2 separate regions of the Zea mays genome follow, and region 1 is linked to region 2. The links are chromatin contacts, called in public Hi-C maps. All regions are on one chromosome and are shown on one strand. The core of a region is the stretch at or near the end of the contact, and the rest is flanking DNA. Distances in the headings are between cores, read along the strand shown.

Region 1 (6,546 bases), core at 3,430-5,929, 320 kb after region 2:
AATATGGGACAAAAATCCTCACCCATTAGGCAAGCGAGTATGAGTTTGGGAAGCAATCATCTGAACCCGATTACCCATGGGTCATATTCACCCAGTAAAACTAGGTGTGCAGTCTAATAGGCAATAAGTGCAGTAACTAATCCAACCTTTTAAGCATCCATTCACCTAACCTAACCGACCAACTGTTCTGGCCACCGATCCATGTGTCACTTTGTGTATTGGTTTTTGTATGGTTAAACAATTTTTTTTTCTTGTTACGTGTCAGATTTATTGATGATGTATTGTCGCTGATTGTCGTGTGACTGTTAATGTCATATAAAAATAACGTGATAATGCTTTTTTTGTTGAGGATGGAGACCCATTGGGGACTCGATACCCGAATGGGGTTGGGTATGAGATGAATCTTATACCCATGATGGGTATGAGTATGATGATGAAAATGAGTATATCTTCATGGGATGAGTATGGGGTATCCAAACCCGGTGAGGAATTCTCCATTGACACATCTAATACAGCCTATGGATTATATGAGCACCTATTAACCTATTTATGGATTATCATAATCTAAGTATCTAGATTACATAATAATCTGTGTTGTTTTTTTGACTCTCAATTAGTTTAAGATGGATTATATAATAAAATAAACAGGAGCAGGTTCAAAAAGGATAGATGGGTGACCATGTATCGCTCTCTGTCTCCACCACCCCTTTTGTCAGAGATGACATGCTACGTGCTTGCGTTGGCAGGAGTTCCGCATGGCTAGCTCTAGCTGCCTGTCAAGAGTAACGCTGGCTGTACGTCATGAATGCTGTAGAGTGACAACGGTAGGAGAGGGATTTGTGCTGGCTGTCAAAGATTGTACACTGCACCGTGACAGCTGCTACTGCTCCATTGCTACGTACAGCAGGTACGTACGGTAGGTGAGGGAAACGAGTTTGGGCTTGGCCAGCCCTAGCAGCCATTGCATCGCTCGCCGTGGATTTCGTGGTTACTGAAACTGACATGCATGCGTGCGTGCGCGATGTGATGTACCTTGACGATGTCTATTGGTATATGTCGTGAGGTGGTAATTGTCAGCAACAACGGCGTTGCGTGGTCTATATGTTCTTGAATTATTGACACGTGCCTAGATAGTTACCGACTGCAAATCGTCGTCTCTCTCTCTCTGTAAAATATTTAATTTCTGCTTTTCGATAAAGACACATGTCTTGCTCTTATCCATCTAACCACATGGCACCATGTTATATCTCATATGTAACGAGCTCAAACGTTCTATTTGAGCATGCCAACAACAACAATTAATTTCTCCACCAAGGCACATGCTGCTCACACTAGTACACGTGAGGACTAATTACATGTATATCTCAACATAAACACACATTAGTCCACTTATGTTGTTACTCGATTACCAAAACAAAACAAGGACCTTCAGAAATGTTCTAGCTCAAATACATGCTTACTTGCTAAGTGAATTCGGTTGTGAAAGACTGGTCCAAATGTAGTGCATTGGCATATTTCTGTAGCGTGGGATTAGGTGTTTGTGCCGTAATCCAATGGTGCTTATTACTTCTGGAGGTTGCCAACTCTTAAGGCTTGTTTGGTTCTACCCCAATCCATATGGATTGAGAGGAATTAAGAGGGTTTTAATCTCTAGTGAGTCAAAATCACTCCCGATCCGTATCAATTCCCTCCAATCCATATGGATTGAAAATAACCGAACAAGCCCTTAGACAGTTTAATGGCCTTTGGTCTCCGTTGTGAAGACCACATGAAGTAGGATTTGTGAGGGGGTGTGTTTGTGCTCACCTTGTGCAGGAGATCACCAAGAGCAACTCTAGTACATAGATGTGAAGAATGCTAAAATGATCTGACGTAGATCAAAGTGCTAGAGCTTTCGTACGAGCACTTCATTTACTGTAGATAGTGAGCTTGTGTGGTCACCGACAGCAAGAGGAATGATGACAAACTGAGACTTAGACTTGCCTCAACAAGCAGTTAGTGGATGGTAAACCACGAAACCTCGGAGTAAAAATCGTTGTGTCATCACCTTCGTATTGGTTTACAATTCTCTAACAGAAGCTTATATTTAGTTTGTTCATATTCATTCTTGTGTTGTTGCTCTCGTAGCTAGTTTGCTTTTGTAGTTAACACTTAACTAGTCGTTTGGTTAGAGCCAGTGTTGTCTTTCTCGATCGGTAAATACTGAAAACCGGTAATTTTTACCGTCTTTTCGGTCCGAACCGAAATGCAAAAAATCGGTACGGTTTTTAGTGTATTTTGGTCTAAGATTTGAAAATCTAGAAGTTAAATTTTGGTCAACAAAACGGTTTTCGAAATTTACAAAACGAAAATGCGTTACCTAGTTAGAGTTCCTAGTTTAGCAGTCTGGGTTGATTTGTTTAGCCGAGCAGTTGACGCAGAGTGCATACGGAATTCCCTGCCCATTTCCGGACCAGGAAAGTCTGTCCTCCAAAAAGAAAGACCCGTCTCGTCTGACCAGATGTGGAAAGCGGTTCAGTTCGGCATCTCTCTTGGATTATCGGCAGAAGAAGCTGGTGTGACCTACTCGGAACTCGGTTCGGTGTGGATGCAGAGCAGCCGTCGGATGACCTTCTTTCCTTTGTCCGCAAGCAAAATCAATCTGTACATCTTTTTTTTTCTTGCAAACCAGCAAACGCAAGCCCCAAAAAGTCCGAAAAAACACAAAAGAAAACGCTCCCAGTTTCTTCCCCATCTTTCTTTCGCGCCAGCAGGTGCAGCCGTGCAGGTGATTGCTCACCGGTCACCGGCAGCCGGCCACGTCAGCGTGCCGGCTACTAATAGGCAATAGCTAGAGATGCAACGCACCATTGCCACCGATTCAAAAACAGCGCCATACGGATGTAGAAGAATACGACGTACACCGTCGTGTACCGCCAGAGCTATAGCTATTCTTCTATTCTCGGTTGCACACGGTGCGCGCGGGGCGGCGGCGAAGGCGAGAAGCCCTTCCAGTGGAGTGCGGGGGTCGACATCGTCAGGTCGGGCGCGAAGCCGCCGCCGCCGTCCGACTCGGAGACGCGCCACACCTTGACGGACCCATCGAGGCTGCCGCTGTACACGACCCACCGGCGTGGGGCGGCGCCCTCATCATCCTCCTCCTCCTCCTCCTCCTCCTCCTCCTCCTTCTGGTCCATGGCGACGCACTTGACGGGCCCCGTGTGCCCCGTCAGCACGGCGAGGAGCGCGTGGCTGGCGCCCTCACCGCGCCGCCACACGGAGATGGTCCGGTCGGCGGACCCGCTGACGACGACGCGACCGGCCACCGCGAGGCACAGCACGGCCATCTTGTGGCCCCGCAGCGCGGCGCCGCTCCTGGGCGCGGCGCCGCTCCTGGGCGCGGCGCCCCGCGGCCACTGCCAGTGCGCGACGGCGCCGTCCGAGGAGCCGGCGTACGCCACGCGGGCCTGCGCGCACACCGCGATGGCGGTGACGGCGCCGTCGCCCTCCCGCAGCACGCGCTCCATGACGTGCCGCGTGGCCCGGCCCTTGCCCTCGGCCGCGCGCCGCCGCCACGCCTTGACCGTGCCGTCGGCGGAGCCCGTGAGCACGAGCGCGTCGAAGCCCGCGGCGGCGACGGCGTTGACGGCGTCGCCGTGGGCGCGCACCACGGACTCGAGGCACCGGAAGTCGGACACGCGCCACACCTTGAAGGTGCGGTCCCAGGAGGCCGAGTAGATGAGCCCCGCCGCGGCGTCCAGGCTGAGCGCCGACACGGCGTCGGAGTGCCGCAGCATGGGCTGCGACGGGCGGAGGAGGGAGCTGCGGAGCACGTCGCGGAGCCGGGGCAGCGTCCCCACGCGGCGGAGCGCGGAGGGGTCCTCGACGACCTCGTCCGCCGATTGCGGCGCGCGCCACACGCGCACCTTCCCGTCCTGGTGCCCCGTGTAGACGCGGCCGTCCCCGCCCACCACGATGGCCTTCACCAGGCCGCTGCCCGAGCGGAAGCCGCCCAGCTCGCGGCGGTCCCGCTCCCGCCACACCCGCACGGTCCGCGAGTCCGTGCCCGTGTACAGCAGGTCCCCCGCCGCCGCCAGCGAGTAGACGTGGCCCCCGTCCTCCTTGACGAGCGAGCCGAGGAGCTCGGTCGCCTCCGCCGCGGGACCGGGGCCGAGCCCCGGGAGATGCGTCCACGGGGACGAGGCGTACGGCGACGCCGCCGCGCTCGCGCTCGTGGTCGGAGTCACCGGCGTGGAACCCGACGTGCCGTCGTCCTCGTCGTCCGACGTCGTGGACGACCTCGCCGGCGCTGCTGCCACCGCCGGGTCTGGCCGCAGGAACTGGAGAAGCTTCTTGTGATTCCCCATGGCGGTTTAGCAGCTAGCTAATCGTCCGATCGAATCGCAGAGGTAACTGTGGCGATCGGAGGAGACGACGGGCAAGGAAGAGGAGAAGCGAATGGTGCAGGAGACGACGCGAAGCGAACGCGATGGAGCAGCCGTTGTGTGGTGTCGTGTTATCACGGTTCTTATGATGAATGAATGATGGAGGCGCCGTTGAAGCGTGCGTGGAGGGTATATATAGACCGAGCTAGGACTAGCGGTCGCGGACAGGACTCGCGGTGCAAGTGTGGCAGCGGACCAGTCCGCCTGCGCCCTGGCGTGACAGGGAAGTATTATTCTATATTATAATTTTTATGTGATTGGTCATGTGGGGAACGGCAAACATGTGACTCCTGGCGGGCGGCGGGCGCAAACGCTGGCATCACACCTCACACGGCAGTACCCAGCATACGTATCGTAACACGTCTCTCGGTTGCGCATTTATATTTATAAAAAAATTGCACGAGTTCGGTGCATGCCTACCCGTACGTACATACACTACGTTTCCATGTGCCGTGGACCCACCCTAGAGTCGCGGGACATGCGTGGCCGGCACCGGTGCGGCGGCGGAACGTACGGAAGCAGTCAGTCGGTCGGCCGGCCGACGGGCGCCATCGACGTACTTACTACCTACGCCGCTCGATTCGGGTGGCATGGCATGGCTAGCGCGACGAAACGAGCACGACCTGCGGTCAAACAAGTGCCCTGCAGCCCCGGTCGTCTCCTCACATCGCAGGTTTCCATCGAGTGCCTCTCTCTCTCTCTCTCTCGGCTCCGAGCTAGCGGGGCGGCGGCCAGTGGGGCTGATCGATCGGTACCTTTACGGCGCATTGCGGGACAGATCGAGACCCCGCGGCCGGGACCTGTGCTAGCTTCCTTTCGTTTCCTTATCGTCTATGCACATGACGACACGTCCGCGCGCGCGCGCTCAGCCTCGCGCGCCACGCGACTGCACCATGCACGTGCACCACCAAACCGCCAGAGACTACCTGACCGATCCATGGGGCGCGTGTCGTCTTCGTCCCTCTCGACGGCGCCGCGCGACCACACGGACGGGCAGACAGCCAGACACCGGACGTGGGCGTGCATGGCTGCGATAGCTGCGCGCGCGATCCGTCACCACCCGCGCCGCGCTGTCGATCGCGGCCGTTCAGGCAGCACTGGAGACGGACAAGGGCCGTGTCCCGATACGTCGCGCGCGAGGTGTTACGTTTGGTGACCGGCCGGTCTAGTGTTAATAGCCTATTTTTTACCGTACGGCAATTTTCCAGTAAAAGTTAAATTATAGTGTATCAATTGTTGACGCTATAGAAGGTATAACGTTCGCGCAGGACCCGTACGCAGGAATCCAGAAATCGAAAGCCATATGCACTGCTTTGAAAAAAAAGATGGTTTGTGGGATTCCAGCGGCCAGCAGTGATCAGGAAAAAGGGGTTAGTTTTCACCTTATTAACGTCGTCGATCGCTGCTCTACTTGCTGCTATATCCCTACTACTCTATAAAAACGATGTATAGGCGTTCACACTATGCATCATATCTGTCCCCGCCTTCCGCTCGTGTTCGCCACCAGTCCACCACGTCCACCGAGGTGGCCCCCACCTCCAACCCCCCTCCCCGCCGACTCCCTCCCTCATAGAGTCACGGCACGGGACCCCACCGTTGTCGCACGCGCAGCCCAGGACTCCTCCGTTGTCGAAGAGAAGCCATCCATCAGATTCTCCATCAACGGTGAACTTACCCTCCCTCTCTGCGAATCCTCTAGCGATCTGGGCCCTCGTTCCTTCTCCTGACGGGTCTCATATTCTCATCTCCTGTAGTGCTTGAGCTCATGAGGGAGGCGCAAATGAATCATGTCGTCGACGCACCTCGTCTATGTGGCCGCTGTGGGGGACGGATATCCCCCGGATCCACCAGAAGGATAAGATACCTCACGAAAGGCTCGTGGGCCCAATAATTCGCAAGGTCATCCCTTCGTGGGCCTGGGGAAGAACGTCTAGTGAAGCGGATTGACACAAGACCGGATCGACGCAAACCCAGACGGCCCGATGAATTTGAGCAATGATAGCAACAGTGACCCGACTTTCCCGCGCAGGGGCCTCATACATCGGAACAGAGCGGGGATAGGTCGGCTGAATTATAGGAAGATAGACTCAGTCGGTTCACTATTACTTAGGCACACGTTGTT
Region 2 (7,063 bases), core at 3,819-6,318:
ACGCCTGACTTCTGCGCGCGCTGCGCACGCATTTAATGTGTCACAGGTAGCCGTTGGCGCGATGTAGCCGTTGCTCCGGAGTTGCACCGGACAGTCCGGTGCACACCGGACATGTCCGGTGAATTATAGCGGAGCGGCTGAAGTGAAATCCCGAGGCTGGCGAGTTCCGGAGGCCGCGCTTCCTTAGAGCACCGGACACTGTCCGGTGTACACCGGACAGTCCGGTGAATTATAGCGCCCCGGCCTGAGAAATTCCCGAAGGTGGCAAGATCGAGTTGGAGTCCTCTGGTGCACCAGACACTGTCCGGTGGTGCACCGGACACTGTCCGGTGTACACCGGACAGTCCGGTGCCCCCAGACCAGAGGTGCCTTCGGTTGCCTCTTTGCTCCTTTGTTGAATCCAAAACATGATCTTTTTATTGGCTGAGAGTGAATCTTTTACACCTGTATAATCTATATACTTGGGCAAACTAGTTAGTCCAATTTATTTGTGTTGGGCAACTCAACCACCAAAATTAATTAGGGACTAGGTGTAAGCCTAATCCCCTTTCACATTTGATTATGCTTATTATTCGATTAAAAATAAGAGAAGCAGAATCAAGCTCAAGAAACATACTTCAAGTTCTCCTTGCGGGACGATAGCACAAGCTCTCTAATGGACAACCAGCCCAGAGGATTGAAGACCCTGGCAGGGAGAGGCAGATGGTAGGGGGAAATGATAGATTGAACTGTAGTTCATGGATTTGGTCGAAGTCGAAGGAAGAGGTTGGAGCCGTGCCGGAGGCTCTGCTTCTCGAGGACACCGTCCACCGGGATGATGTTCTCACCCTCATATCCAGTGGGGAATAGATGCTGCCAGCGCCGATTGGTGATGGAGGGGTCGGGGTTAGCCCGCGATCTATCCTCGAGTAACAGAGGTGACTGTCTTCTTCATGGAGAAGGCGAGGTCCAGCGGGGAGGACACACAACACGCGGAGAGAATGAGCCGGCTCATGTGACCATCGATGTCGGCCGTCTCCCACGAGTCTGGCACGACAGATGCGGTGTCCTCGACTGTGGGCTCCATGGATTTATGTGTGTTTTCTATCTTGAGCTAGAGGGCGGAGAGACTGGAGCTAGGGACGAAGGCGGCCATGGAGCCGAGGCATCGGGATCTACAGGAGGAAGCACAAGAAGGGTTTGTTTGAATAGGGTGCGGGGTACGGTTAAGCGAGAGGTGGGGGCAGCTGGGCGATGTGGAGAAGACTTTGAGGAGGAGAGAAATAGGCGCGTGGCCGATGCGCTCGCCGCCGACATGCCGTCGACAATCGCGTCCCTGGTGCGTGTGCTGCAGAGCGCGACCTCGCGGGAGGCGCGTGTCGGCGCGTTGATGCTGGCGGAGTCGCTGCTACGCAATGCGGTGCCGGGCGCGTGGGCGATGGTGGAGGATTCTGAGGAGCTGGTCCCCCTCAAGGGCCCCGTGATGAGAAGAAAAGTCGGCCTGGACAGGCTTGACGTGGCAGCGGGATGTAGTGCCTTGCCGCCGTCGCGGCGCGCCCGCGCCGAGATGGTCCAGTTGGGGGCGTGGGGGAGAACATAGAATAGGGGTGCGGGGCCATGGGATCGACGCAAGAGGGGAAGGGGGGAGCGAGGGCATGATTGTGGTCTACACTATTGACTTAATAGATAGTAGAGACTAGTCGGTTGCCCGTGCGTTGCGACGACTTACAACAATACCCACGTAAACTATCCATAAAAAATTCAAGATTTTATATTGATTGTCTCCGCTCTCTGTATAATATTTTTTTTGATTTGGCTAACTGATGTTATTGTTTACTCCATGCAATATGTCTTGGTACAACACGGCCAATGAAGTGAGCGATTAGAAAAGAGTTCACAACGACTAACTGAATGAACGGAGATTATAAAATGACATAATTCCATCATACATAGACCAAATAAGACAAAGTTTGTGAGCTCAAGTTTCTAAAATAAGTCCCATCAAGTTAAACTTATAAAAAAGATAGATCAAAATATGGAGTGATTGCTAAAGTCAGACATCAATTAAAACTAGATGCGCTCCATATAAAGTATGCTACTTCGTAGCAATTACTAACGTTTAAAACCAATAAATAACATTTCATCTTGTTGTTAGTGTGACAAATCATTGTTGCTCCATCCAATTCAGCAACCTCAAACATCATGTAGTCCATTGCGCCAATGTGGTCTCAGAAACGACCTAATGTTTGCAAGAGCCAAGAACGTTGTGTCGTGCTTGGGCTGTAGCCTCGGCCCGTAGTGCTGGCCCGGCCCGGCCCGACACGATTATTTTTTTATTTTACAAAAAAATGTATATACCTATATACAATTTATATTTAATATTAAAAACATCTTAGCATGATGTTTTACTGGTTAGACAGCTTCACCCAGTGTCTCCCGTCCTTCCTTCTTCCATCAGGACATGAGTTCGAACCCCACCTTCTGCATCGTTTTTAACATTTTACGCTGATTTAATTAAATGGGTCGACGGGCTAACGGGCCGGCCCGACATAGTTAGCAGGCCGGCATGACGTGCCTGGGCCATAGTTGTGGCCCGCGTGCGTCTAGCCCGTGCCGGACACCGTTTGGCCATCTATAGACATGCAACAGATTAATTTGAAATAGCTGTGAGGGGTTATTTGTAAAAAGATAACGCATGACGACCGTTGAAACTGGTGCTTTAAGTATGGTATAGATTATCCATTTTAATACCTATATTCATTCCATTTTATGAAACAAAATAATTAATGTTACTAAATTAACGTTACGTAAACCATGATTAATACAAAGATATGAGATTTGTCATTTCCGATATGAGCAGTACAACATGTAGTCGTGCACACCAACCACCATACAAACCATTTATATCGGTGTTTGGACCACAGGAACTAACCAACTACTGATATAATGTCGTGTGTCTTTGACCCGAATGGTGATACAAGTTGACACAAGTCTTTTATCCTGGTTCGAACGAGAAGGACCCAACTTCCTGCAGACGGGATGAGACTTATATTTGTGACAGCCCTCCCAAGTTATCAGGCCCACATGCACCAATCCTTGCCTTACTGGCCTCAGATGGCTGTGCACGTGTACCGGGTAACTTAACAAGGCTATCGAGTTCGCCAACTGGAACTCATCATCCCAAGGATCTCCCACATAACAGGTATATTACAGTAATCACATTTGATACACACACATTGGAGATAGAGCGGAAGACTTTTACAAAGTACACTTTACATTCCAGAACTCAAGTTTTACATGGTAGAAATAGATGTATTTATTACAAGTCCTGATAGTACTCGAAGTGCATAACTTATTACAATAATTGGAAGGGTGAAGCCTTTCCATAAGAGATATATAAAAACATTCTAAGCTTCAAGTCCTCCACATGAAGTAACTAACCCAAAGATAAGGGAATAAAACTTCTCCTACAAAAACAATAAGGGATAAAACCCTGAGTAGGCAATTACTCAGCAAGATTTACCCGACTAAAGAAAAGACTCTCAAGGATATGCTGGCTTAAAGGGATTCAAGGTAAAGCTCATCAAGTTTCAAAGACTCTTTTTGCAGAAAAGCTTACTAGAAGTGGGTCCTTAAGCCAAGTTTTATTTCACAAGTTAGTTTATTACCTGAATCTTCTAGCCTGAATCTAGCATTTTCCTAGTCTAGATCATTTACTTGACCTACACTAGGTTGCTTTTAAAATCCAAATTTTGTTTCGCTTGTTATCTGCGATGAAGGTTGATGATCCAGTCTTCATATCCGAGAAGTTCGGCGATCCGAATCGATTAATACTCAGCTGGGGATCTCCAACCACACGACATATGCTTCCCTTAACTCTTTTGCACATGTCTACCATTCCCACGGATCCTCCACCACATGATAGGTCTGTGCCACCCGAGAGCACACCACCCCTTTTAGGCGGTCCTTTGCCAGGAGGGTATGTGCCACTCTCGCCGTCTCTCCACTCCTAGTGCGCGATTGTCTTTTCATGTATGGAATAGCCGGGTTCAGGCTTACCCATGACGAGGTATGTGGCCAGATAAAAGGTCCTAGATCAGCAGGACAACAATCGGTACGGTCCTTAATCGACACAGACGGGCGACTTTTCCTGCTCAGCGTCTGGTCCCATCTTAAACTATTTCAAAATTTTGGCGCCTGGCAGAGGGACCATGCCTGGATAATGAATTTATCAACGTCTTGATGCCTTCATTATCCCAAGCCCATTTTCTTTTTTGTAAAAACATGAGTCATAGATCAAAATATTTTTCTTAGTCTATCAGCATGACTAAGCATCCCTAGCTTTTATAAAACAGGTGACAATGTATGGTAATCAATCTTTCAAGGATAGTAATGCATCAAGTGTTTAATCAATCAACTCCTATCACCTAATGCAACATATAAGTGATAAAATTTTGAAAACACAAGGGAGGTGGCAAATGCACCGGGGCTTGCCTTATTGCAGGAGGAGATCTGAGATCTTCTAACACGATAAGCAGTTAGATGGAATCCGCCACTGGATCAATAGCACTGGAGTAGGTTCCTTCTTCACAAGGACCAATTCTTGTTCTTGGTGTTCTACAAGTCAATTCGAATTACATGAATGCTCATGTAATGAGATGTTGTGCAAACTCTCACAAGGGAGATGTGGAATGCCCAATTACTCTTAAGTAAACATATAGCTATTATACCTATAGTTTTATGTTACCTAATGTTGGCTTAAAGTGGTCAAGCTAAATCTACTTCAAAGTATCCGAGAACATATACTCTAAAGCTTGCCAATATTGATGTTTGACATTTTGTGTGACCCAAGTTTGATCTAACCCTAAATTAGTATTAAAGATTAGGGTGTTTTAAATACTCATACTTAGTTATCTTCTGGTTTTCTAATTATCAGTTTACAGTTTAAAAGAAAAACCATGGAGTAGTAATGGGCTGAAATTCCCTCTGAAAGCCCATTAAGAACCAGAAAATTTGTACCCATAACTGAGTACAGCAGTCGCCATCTCCACTATGCTATAAGCACCCTAGACTCAGAAATAATTACGCAGGAACTCTAACTACTATTTCATGTATCATGGGTATTTGCACCGAGGTCCTTCCCCTTTGGTTTATTCACAACTTCGGTCCAAGATTGCACGCAGACGATGAACTCAGGTCCAACCCCGAAACGCACGCAAAAACCGGTGGTCGATGAACCTCACTAGTCACTAGCGAAGGTAGGCTTCGCGTATCAAGTCTATAATGGACCAGTCAGACCTAGTTCCGAGATCATATTGATATCTCACGCCTAATTTACCCTACCTGAGGCTGCCAGAGCTTTATGATTACCAACGGAATACAGAACAGGTGATTATAAATATTAATAACATCACGCTCGACCGATTATGATAATAGGAGGTATCGGCGGCATGCTCACCAATTTCGCAGGGCACGATCTTTATTTAGGCGGTCTCAGGCCGAGCGGCTCGCAGGTGATCACTAACTGGGTTGTAAACGAAACAGCCTGAAGCGTCTGTTTTTATCGGGCGCTCCAGCTATACGGCTGGACTTCAGAGAATGGTGCACGCGGCTCACCCTTTCCTATCCACGTACAGCTAGCTACAGTGAGGGGAAGTCTGTAGAGTACGTTGAGGTTTTGACAGAGGCGCGCGGTTGTAGCTGAGTCACTGGTTTGGGGAGATTTTCTTTTCTGCTTTTGACGCCACGGTTATCAGAGTGTGCACCGCTCACCCTGATACCTTTCTCAAATATTAATACATATTCACATGCTCATTTCGCATAGAAACCCAGTACCACAGCGACCGAGATCTTTAATAGGGTTTCATCTAAAAATGGCACCCTCTGAAATTACCAAAATATCTGCCAGGGATGGATATGTTTTTAGAGTTTTGCACAGACCTGATCTGCCTCAGTCGACTGCAGACTCAATTTTTATCTTTACTTTTCTCTAATTTCTCCATAAGAACAGAGCTACCTCCCCACATCAAACTTGCTTACTGAACATTGGTCTTTCACTTTGCTGTACACTTCTAGGGTTAATACTTCATAGGTCACGAGTTATGGTGCCCCAAAGTAGAGCAAGCAGACTAAAACACCCTGTTTCAGCTAACTGGAACAGCTCACCCTCAACCTGACACAGAAAATTGCAACACCTTTTTCTCCACATTTTACTCAGTAGCAAGCCCAACTTTTCACATGAAACTGTCTCACCTTCAGATGATCTTCCCTCTTTCTATAGAACTTTTAGCCCAAAACCTCATGAATTTGTCACAAAACTGCTCTAAACTGGGCATCATGCACTGCAAATTCAGTTTTCAGTGACTGAACATAATTCAATTACAGCCAACCTGACAGCTGATCTTGGAACCAATTTTCTCCAGGTTTTGTATAGGATCAAGTCTCTCACCCTTAAAGACATTTGTTCATTTATAGATAACCTTCATTTTTGTTATAAAGATCTCAGTTCAAAATTGCCTAGAAAAGGCACCACACAGCCCCAAAGTAGAGCCAAATGCTGAAACTCAAATCTGTTCACTATTCCTAATCTGAAAACTTCAAGAACTTGACAGCCCATCTTTAGGCACCCTTTTCTGTGATTTTTGTATAGAACCAAGCCAGCCTCTCTTAAGCAAACTTGCACACAAATATATGTTCTTCAACTTTGCTATAAAAGGTATGGCTTAATACTCCAAGGATCAAGCACTAGAGAGCTCCAAAGTCTGAATTCAGATTTAGCACATTGAATCTTTGAACTACTGTTACTGTCAGTTCCAACTGGTTTTAGTGGCATTACCCTTAATCAAACTTGCACACCAAGGTATGGGCTTCCACTTTGGTACAGCACTCATGGCCCAGAACTACATGAATCAGCCCTTAAGAAGTATCCCAAATCTGCTTCAGACTGAAAAATCAGCAGGACTGAATTTTTATCTTCTGTTTTTTCCAAACTGAACACTGCATTCTTTAGGCTCCTTTTTCTACCAGTTCCATATAGAGTTAGAGCTTCAATACTTAATAAAAGTTGTTCTCCTATAGTCACTCT

What was found. A called contact is a pair of places that touch in the nucleus more often than the background predicts.
Region 1: a contact with region 2 is called in a Hi-C map of leaf, with 6 times the contacts expected there. The contact joins the promoter of LOC103650457 here to the enhancer-like site in region 2. A contact is called at or near these places in 6 of 25 Hi-C or Micro-C datasets (ear, leaf and tassel).

Annotation. Positions count from the first base shown.
Region 1 is chr3:116,227,038-116,233,583 of Zm-B73-REFERENCE-NAM-5.0, forward strand. LOC103650457 (protein JINGUBANG) reads right to left here and starts at 4,680. Exons shown (of 1, transcript XM_008676049.4): 1 at 2,585-4,680. The coding sequence starts at 4,346. The coding sequence ends at 2,928.
Region 2 is chr3:115,910,908-115,917,970 of Zm-B73-REFERENCE-NAM-5.0, forward strand. No RefSeq gene overlaps it. Among protein-coding and RNA genes, the nearest start is that of LOC103650456, 16 kb to the left of the region's middle. Within about 2 kb of position 5,069, at least 12 of the 20 cell types and tissues checked have an H3K27ac peak or open chromatin away from gene starts, as enhancers often do. A contact at or near this core is called in ear, leaf and tassel, where this site is marked.